Regions from separate parts of the Triticum aestivum genome. Here region 2 is linked to region 1. A link is a contact called in public Hi-C data. All regions are on one chromosome and are shown on one strand. The core of a region is the stretch at or near the end of the contact, and the rest is flanking DNA. Distances in the headings are between cores, read along the strand shown. Region 1 has its middle 220 kb from the start of LOC123121554. Region 2 holds the start of LOC123121562 (homeobox-leucine zipper protein HOX9).

Evidence for each region. Hi-C and Micro-C count contacts between places; a contact is called where the count stands out from the background.
Region 2: a Hi-C map of leaf shows a contact between it and region 1, with 3 times the contacts expected there. The contact joins the promoter of LOC123121562 here to the enhancer-like site in region 1. A contact is called at or near these places in 2 of 5 Hi-C or Micro-C datasets (leaf and an unstated tissue) and 1 of 1 datasets of contacts at active chromatin or transcription factors (leaf).

Annotation. Positions count from the first base shown.
Region 1 is chr1B:317,453,759-317,458,601 of IWGSC CS RefSeq v2.1, reverse strand. No RefSeq gene overlaps it. Among protein-coding and RNA genes, the nearest start is that of LOC123121554, 220 kb to the right of the region's middle. Within about 2 kb of position 2,826, at least 4 of the 8 cell types and tissues checked have an H3K27ac peak or open chromatin away from gene starts, as enhancers often do. A contact at or near this core is called in leaf, where this site is marked.
Region 2 is chr1B:317,721,077-317,725,919 of IWGSC CS RefSeq v2.1, reverse strand. LOC123121562 (homeobox-leucine zipper protein HOX9) reads right to left here and starts at 2,021. Exons shown (of 19, transcript XM_044541580.1): 1 at 1,592-2,021; 2 at 785-1,108; 3 at 389-548; 4 at 205-287; 5 at 23-113. The coding sequence starts at 1,038.

The sequences.
Region 1 (4,843 bases), core at 1,577-4,076:
AACCGCTTCCATATCTAGGGTTTCCATATCTAAGGAATGCTCCCTTTGATGTGCCACCCCCAGCAGGTTTTGGAAGGTGTCAAAGAAGATCTGCTCCTTCCTCTGCTGGTCCGTTTCAATCACAGACTCGTGCTCGATGCTCGTGATGAAGTTCTTGGAGCGCCTAGCGTTTGCTGCCAGCTGAAAAAGTTTGGTATTGGCATCGCCTTCCCGCAACCAGCTGATTCTAGATCTTTGCCTCTCGATAGTCCTTTCCAGCGAGGCTAAACCCAGCAGCACAAGTTTGAGCGTTCTGCGCAGCCAAAGCTCGGCCAAAGTTAATCTCCTGAATTCCTTCACCTGATCTAGTCTGAATATCACCCAGTTTGCAACAGACATCAAGACCTTAATGTTCCCAGTACGGCGCTGGCCCCAGGCTTGTAAGTAGACGGCCGCGTTACGAAACAGGGCGTCCAGCCTCTTGAAAGGATCGACAATGGACTCATCGCACACCCAAGCATCTTTGATCGCTTCATCAAATCCCTCTAGCTTGGTCCAGTAGAGTTCGAATCGGAATCTCTTTATGGGACAAAAATGCATGCTGGTGGTTAGGTGCAAAGGCGCGTGGTCTGAGACAGACGAAGAAAGCGCTTGGAGTAATTTGTCCGGATGACCCAGATCCCACTCGACCGACACCAAGATTCTGTCAATCCTGGTCATCGTCGGTGTGTCTCTCTCATTCAACCAGGTGTACAAGCGACCATGCATATAAAGCTCCTTTAGTTCATGATCGTCGACAAAACTCCTGAACTTGGACATCATCGCCCTGTTGATGTTGGCATTGTTCTTCTCAGACGCGCGCAAGATCATGTTAAAATCACCTAAAATGAGCCAAGGGCCAGGGCAAAGGGATCGCCGGATGGCTAGCTCCTGCAAGAACTGAGTCTTGAGCTCGTCACCTTGAGGGGCATACACCGCAGTGATCCACCAAGTAGAACCATCCTTAGCAAGCACGAGTGCCGTTAAGGAGTTAGTGTCGAACTGTACATTATCCACCGAAAGGATGGTGGTGTCCCACGCCAAAAGAATCCCTCCACGAGTTTCCACCGCCGGTAAGTACACAAAGCCGTCAAAAGACCGGCCTAGGCATTCCATTAACATAAAGTGATCTATTACATCTAGTTTAGTCTCCTGAAAGCACACTAGGTTAACTTTCACCGTGGCAACAAACTCCTTCACCGCCTTTCTTTTGGCCGAGTTGTTTAGGCCATGCACGTTCCAGCTAAGTATTTCGGGGTTGTAATCGATTTAACGAGTGGTCAACACCAACACCACGCACCCCGTGCTTAGACCGCAGCGATGGCTCTGCCCTCGCTGCCTTCCAACTCTGTGACCGACGGCAGGGTCTTGCCAAACAGCGCGGCAATCACCCGAACGTGCTGCTCTCTGAGCGGGGAGTCGAACATCATCCTGAGCTCCTGAACTGGCCCCCTCGTCCGGCACCATATCCTCAGGGACCAGACCCAACGTTTTTAGGAGCACATTCTCTGCCGGTTTAGGCTTGGCCGGGCCACTGCCAGATGTGCCAATGCGCTTAGCTGCGCAAGTCGTGCGCTTCGGGGTGAAAGGCTCAGCATCAGCTCTCAGCGTCGACGCCTGAACCTCCTTCAGCAGTGGCGGCGCTAGTTTCTTCACAATATTAGCGCAGAATGTCTTCAGCCTTTCAAGAGCCACTGCATCTTGTCCAGTTAAGCTCTCCGTTGTGCCTCTTCTCTCACTGCTTAACTCGGTAGCCACCAACGCAACCTGACTGGTCGGTTCCACCTCCAACTGCGCGGACGCCGCAAACTGCGCCTCAGGAACAGTAACCCCGAGTGGAGGGGGGCGTGCGCAGCTCCTTGTCGCGATCTGCATGGTTCCCATCCACTAGTCCCATATGTGCATGCGTGCCATCATGTAACGCCATCTCATCGGGGCAGACCACCCCGCCGGGTCCCACCACATCCTGTGCCAGCAGCGGTCCCATCGAGACGCCAGGAGCCACCTCCGGACAAGTGGCGGCACGTGGCTGGATGCCCATGCACCCACAACCCGCCTTGCTGGCCGCCAAATCAGTGAGGGGATCAATCATTCGCTCCTCGATCCCCCCAGCCTCAACAGCCACCACATGTGTCTCGATTCCCGTGGCCTCCACCTCTGCCATGCCGCTGGTTGGTGGCTCGAATTCCTGTTCCCCCACTGGTAGGCGGCACGATCACCAGAGCCGTCTCGGTCAGCGCAATTGTCCCTACCACTGCGGTCCTTGCAAGCGTCCCCGCCTGCAAAGTAGCATTTCCGACAGTAGCAGGAACTGGTGGGTCCTCCTTCGTCGCCAACACACATAATCACTCATACAATAAGGTTAGCTATGAGGTTGGCTATAAGATTAATATTTTTTTAAATATTCTCTCTATCTTTTTCCTCACATTTATTGCATCTGTCTTGAAGCACGCATATAGCCAGGCTCTTGCATGAGAGCCCATTCTCCTTACTTTTTCATGTCTCTTCTTCATATAGGCAAAAGTGTCATGTAAGAGGCTATAAGTCCACTATTATACTTGCTTTAAGGTCGAATTTGGTAAGTCCGATTGCAAGACTATTAGGCATTCGAATGACTGAAAGAGCCGGGCCTCAAACTCACGGGATGGATGAGTTATTTTGAAGGTTCGAGAACACTCGGGCAAAAGCTGGTGTTGGACTGTTCTAGCAATGCTCGGAGTTAAAATCAAGCCTTGCAGTTAAAGTCTCAGCAGGTAGGTCCCATCTGTGTGGGTTGAACCGGCTGATCAAGTGGTGAGGTCCCTGCCACGCGAGTTGCGGCTGTGGGCCCAACCTGCGAGCGAAAATGGACGCGGATACCGAGGGCGTGGGCATGGACCCAGTGCTTCCCGACCCAAACCTTCATCGGAATCACGGAACTACCACCGGGGCGTGGAGCGCTTCTTCACTAGCACACCAGGCTCACCATCAGCATGGAGTGCATGGTGCATCTAGTCTAGCAACTTAGAAAAAACATGGTGCACCTAGCCACTAGGACAAGTCAAGTCGCCCATGCAGAAACATGCCTTTTCTGTGCCGTGCTGCTATTTGTTACTCTCTTCGGGTTTTTTTCCTTGCACCAGCACGTAGATCAACAGTACTCCATCTCAGTAGTTGCACACTGTTTTCTTTGGCCTTTGAGACAACAAATGTGTCGAGTAATTAACCAGAGCTTTTTTTTAGGGGGAGTTAGCCAGAGCTGTGCTGCATTTTATTGCCCACAGACGTGAAGTGAGAAAGGTAGGCCTTCCTGTTCCTGGTATCGTGTCGAAAGGACACAAGTAATGGGGCCGAAGGTAACAAACAAACAAATAGTGGTAGCTTCATACTCTCACAAGCCGATGGATCCATTCATCGGCCGACAAGTGACATCTGGATCAACGCAAACAACGTCGTACGCAACGCTGGGTCGATATCGTAATTAGCTAGGCGAGTTGTTTTCTTCGCTGATTTGATCATCGGATGGTACACGTACGTAACGTACGCGATAGCTAGCCAGTGATCGGGGAACCGCCGGAACTAGATTGGCAGCTCATTAGTTCGTTGATGTTGACGCGTCACTAGCTCGTCCCTCAAATAAAAAGTGATTTGATGTTCTAAATTGTTAGAGCAATAATTATGTATAAGTCGGTCAAATTATATATATTACGATACTTGAATAGTGTGTGTTATTTAGTTGTAGCTAGACTGATCTTCCAAAATTCAAAACTATATTTTGATTAGTAAGCGGTACTGTTTTTTTTAACACAATACAGACGTAGACACTCATAGTAAGTGATATTGTTGAGGTACGCGTGGTTGCGACTATATATTTGGCGCCCACGATCCATTTCACAATAAGTGGTGACGATCGACTTCACACGATGCAGTTCAGAAATGATGCGGTTAATTAAGTGCAACTAAAAAAATAGAGTTTTTTAAATAAGGTGCACAAATAAGATTGCAACCTATTTTGGGATTTTTGAAAAAAGATTTTGCTTGAATATGTGATGCATTTGTACCGGACAGAACAAATAAGGTGCACATTAAAAAACGTGAGCGTAGGGAAAATGCTCTTGTCACTTACCTCTTCGCCTCTCCTCCAAGCGAACACGCGGCTAGGGTTTTTGCCTCATCGGTGCCTTTGCCGATCTGCCTCATCTTCTATGACCTCGGCGGTGGATCCTGACCCTTGACGATGAGATGACTCTATTTTTTATGTTTTTTTATAAAATTTGTTACGGTTTATGTCTTACTCAGGAAGATAAGGCGATGATGGCTCATTGAACGTGAATTAAAATTCTCCCCAACCAGCCCCTAGCCCGAAGGTCGGCCCTGCCATTTGGAAGAGTAAAGTAGACGCAATTCCTGAAAAGGTGAAAATGATAGGAAGAGAAGAGCAATCGACGCAGGGAGTATGTGGTGTGCTCCTCGCTCTGCTTTGCTTGCTTCTCAATCTCTCCCATTCCTTTGACCCATGCATGTCGGCGGGCGCTGCCGAGTAACGACGGAGTTGACACTTTGACAGCCCGGTAGAATTAGTCTAACGAGCTTAACTAAACACGCAGTAGAAACTCTCACAAGGCTATACACTTACAAGGGTATACGATACAGATTATAGGAAGGAAAAAAATAGCAAAAATAACAATTTTTCCTACCCGTTGACACTTGACAGTCTACAATGCTGAAATGAACTTCGATGTCCAGAGCTATACTAGGATGTCTCCAAGTCTATATACCAGAGCGAAGCATGCAAGGACAACCAGAGCGAAGCATGCGTGTACATGCCCTCCTGTGCCAAAACAGC
Region 2 (4,843 bases), core at 772-3,271, 270 kb before region 1:
ACCTCCAGAATTGGCAACTGACCTTCATCCCAGGCATCGGGACCCAATCAACAGCAGTTCCTGTAGCCTTTGAGAGGAACTCTGTCAATGTCTCCTCCGCAATTGCAAGGAGTCTAGAGAAAATGGAAGGAAGATATGTAACAAGTTCTTACATAAAAGGGAATTGGATGATCCCACCTGTTGTCAGTAACAAAAACCACTTACCCAGCTGGGTTACTTGCATCCCTTAGAGGGTTTGGAGGAGTGGTCACATTTGACTCACAACTTGTATCATTGGCCAACGAAGGCTGAAATGTAATGCAAGCACAAGGTAGCCACGGTCAGACACTTATCCAGGTCCTACAAGCAACGTGGTCTGTAAAAGTAAAACAACAAAATGGAGACTTACATTCTGCAGCTGCTGCTTCATGTATGCATTCTCATGAACCAACTGGGAGACCTGCTTCTGGAGACGCTCATTCTCTTCCATGAGGAGCTTGTTCATGGCGCTCAGTTTTCTGTTCACGGCCTGAAGCCTCGAAGACTCCTTCCGCTGCTTATCACGGCACCTGCACCCACGGAGAAAAGCCCATGACAATTATGCTTGAATGCAGAACCTGCCCAGATTGGGAAAATACACATATGCTCCAACACAGAACTAGAAACTCCCACATTTGTTCGTGATCCATCCTTACTCAATTTACCCAGCTACCATTACACTCTCATGCAGCGTAATGGCTGCTGATGCAGCAAATTCCATCCAATCACAAAAGGCGAAAGCGCGGCGGGCGGCCGACATGCTCACCTTCGGTTCTGGAACCAGACCTTGATCTGCCTGGGCTCGATGTTGGACAGAATGGGGCACTCGCGGAGCAGCTGCTGCCTCCGCGTGGAGGTCGGCTTGGGGCATTCGGCGTACACCCGCTCCAGCGCCTCCACCTGCTCCGGCGTGTACCGCACGTACTTGCCCGAGTCCATCCCGCCCTTGTCGTAGCCGCCGCCGCCGCCGTCGCTCCCGCTCCCGCTCCCGCAACGCATCGCCGCCACCGCCGCCGCCATCTTAAGCTCTTCCTTTGCGTCCTAGTTTCACCCCCTCGCGGCGCGCAGCGATCCTTGAGGGCAGAACAACCTGGGAGGAGATTTTCGAGCGGTTAGAACAAATTTGACATGGGGAAACGCGGGAGATTGACGAGCGCTGTTGGGCCATCCGCGCCCCTCCATCCCTCCTCCTGATCCCTCCCTTAAACAACAAAGCGTGGAAAAGCACGCAAAGGAGGCGGCTTTTGGCTCAGTATCTGAAATGAGGAAAAAGGAAAGGCAGCCGCAGCAGAAGACGCAAATGCGGGCGGCGAGGCGACGCCAGAATCGCACGATTTCGTGTGAGAATCAAAAGTGGAAAAATTAGCCGCGCGGAAATATCAGCTAAATCCTCCAGCGACAAGACAAAAAATAGACGGATAATCGCAGGAAAAAAATGTTTTCAGGGACGAAAAAAAAAAGATCCATCAGGAAACGCAAATGGCGACGCGGATAAGCAGTCTGAGGAGCACACGCGAGAATCGTCCTCCCGAGCTCCCGAACGACGCGTAGAGCGAAATTAGACATGAGTTACCTCCACACACGCCGGCCGGCCGGCGCGGGGAGGGGCGCCGCCGGTGACCCGCTCACAGCCTCCCGCCGCCCCGCCGGGCTGCGGTAGGGGGAGCCACGTCCATGAACCGCTTCCTCTGGCACTCCACCTACTACTCCTCCACCGCCGCGACAACCGGGGCCGCTAGCTCGCCCTCCGGACCACCGGATCCGGCCCCTCCTGCCCTCAGCTCGCGTCCGTCCGCCCGACCTGAGGCAATCGAACGAGCACACCACAGCACGAGCGACGAGAGGGAGAGGGGGGGAGAGAGAGAGACTGTACAGCGACACGGGGAGGGTGGCAAAAGGTGACAGCTTTAAAGGCTGGCCAGTGAGAGAGAGAGGGCGGGGCGGTGGGGGAGCGGAGCAGGAGCCCGGGGTCGCGAGAGTGGCAGTAGCTCAGGCTCAGCTCGCACTACGTCTAGTCGTATTCTACGCTGCGAGCCAGAGGCCTCTGGAGCTACAGCTACGATGATAGACTAGCTAGGCTACTAGGCAGTGAGAGGACGTGAGGAGATGGAGAAAGCTGTGGAGGAGGACGAAGGGGGTGGGTGAGCTCGGTCCATGGAGGTCGGGAGTGGGGCTCACACACAGTGGTTCGCTGTACCCCGGCCCGCGTCACTGTCGCGCTGAAAGGACACCATTATTTTCCCCGTGACATCTCGCTGACCGCGTCGACTTGGACATTTTTTCTCTTGATGACATTGTTGTTGAGGTTGCTTACCGCATACTACCTTCTTCCTGGTCTGTAAGTCTTTTTGTATTTTGTGTCAATATTTTACTAAAGATTTAACTAACAAAATATTAATGCATATTATAGAAAAAATATTATTTGATTCATATTTGAACATAGTTTTTAATTATATTTTTTAAAGATATGTATTAACATTTTGTTAATTAAATTTAACGTCAAATTTTGACGTGAAATGCAAATGGGACTAATAAACCAGGACGGAGGTAATACACCATTTGTCATGGTCAAAACCTGACACCAGATCAATAATGTAGTCAAATTTTTTACAACTATTATTATTACTATGCCCGTGCAATCCTCAAACATATTACAACAAGCACTAAAGTTTTGAAGATCAAATGAAAAGTTCAAATTGGAGGCCTAACAAAGAGAAACAAATGATACTATGCAAAGAGTTAGCTATATTTTATGCTTACTACAAAAAATACAATATAATAAGGCTGATGAACACCTAGCTTTTTTTATGCAATCTCATAAGAATGTAATTATTATTTAAAACAATTTGCAATGCTATGTACATCTCACTCCAATGCATACCACAACATCAAATTGACCTTAATTAACCTAACAAAAGGTATAGAACGAAAACAGATCATAATCAGCCTTAAAACATGCATGTCTCTACGGTATTGTATACTTTATCTCGCCACTCAAGGGCATCACATGGCATGATTAAAACGGTGAAAAAAAGGCACTGCAGTAAGTGAATATGAATAGGGAGAAAGAAGATGTAGAGAATTATTTTATTTTACACACTAAAAACATTCAAATATCTGACAGCACATCCAACTGTTCCTCAGCTCGTTGTACAAGAATAATATTCTTTCAATGTGCATCACTCAAGATCTAGAATAGTTTCTTATCGACAATGATGAGCTCTATTTTCGGTAAACCTCAAAAGTTCTTAATAAAACCACTTCGCCTTGTTGAACTTCACAGTATTTAAGTGTGATTTCTTTTGATCTGGTCAACAAAAACATGGACTGATAGTTACCAATTTTGCTCTGCACTATGACATACAAACAACATTGTGTATGATTAGAAGAAAAAAAGCTTTTCAAGAGTCATCACTTGAGAGCAATTAAGAATAAAGATTAAGTATTAAATAGTTCCCCTAACAATCACCGGGCCATTCCACCTTTTCAAAATATTTATTTAGGCCTTGATATTTTTCCACTCTTTTTTTTCAAGTCAATAGTAGCATAAACTCCATCCGGTGATAGTCATGCCATAAATCTTAAGGTTGCAAAGAGAACCTTGTCAAAAGAGAACATGAGATTTTTAGGGGTGGTAAATCAAATGTTTTTAGGGCAAATTATGTTGACAATTTCCTTTAGCAAGCACGACAAAATCCGCCATGTTTAGATTTTTGCCAGGATTTGCTATGCTTGTTAACAGAAACTGCCATCCTTGATACAACACAAATTGCAATAAAAGAGTCCAATTTGCCACCCCTAAAAATTTGATGTCAGATTTTTAAGAGATAAAAAGTCCTGAACAACCATTTGTGATGCGTTGAGCGCCTAGCTCGTCCCAACCTCTGTGAAATGCAAACTAACAAACTTTTGTGGCACCAGCAAGCTTGTTTCTGTCGGTCGCCTTGGACTACGATTTCAGCGACCACCTCTACAATAGATCAGTGGCTTGCAAGCCAAATCAAAATGGGCGAGTTAAGGTTTCACATGGTGTCAAACTTCTAGTACATGCAAAAGGAACAACTTTGCTGCAGTAATTATTTCCTTTCTGGACCGCAACAGTTCACGGACAACGTATGAAGCTTTACTTCAGTAGAACCATTAGCTGAACAACACATGCAAGCACAACCAAAAGGACCAACCAATGCGCAGGGCATGTGTGGCTTGCCGGCCTGGCGGTGTCGTGGCACAGCTACCGCAAACACTCAAAGAAGTGCACCCAGCCCAAGGTAGAGAAAGGATACAAACCGCGACAAGGGTAGGGTTAGCAACATCAGAAGCGATGGTCACCAACACGGCGATCAGGTTGGGAGTTGGCGCGACGACGGGAATGAGACGAAATAACAGTGGGAGTAACCTTGAGGAGAGATTCGACGGAACCAACCCTAGAGTCCGGCCCTTCTCTATAGTCACCGCTCGGGGCCGAGCGGAAGGAGGCAGATCTCAGACAGGTGACAACGGAGCTCGCACCATCGATGTTGGACATCGAGCATGAACAGGGCGGTGAAACTCTAGCGCCGTCGGGGCATCGGAGGTCGGGTGGACAATTTTGTGAGTTGCAGCACGGAAAGGGCGGAGCTCGTATAGATAATACTGGAGCGCGGACAACCAATGGTGGTCGAAGGGGTGTGGTGGCGGTGACCCGGGTTTCTTTTGTTTGCTATGTTCACTAGTGCGACCTAGATAGAACAAGAGAAACGGGGACTTTGATTACATAAATTTAGTCATGGGGCAATTTATTGTGTTACCAAATAATTATCGACTACGATTAATGTTGGGAAATCAT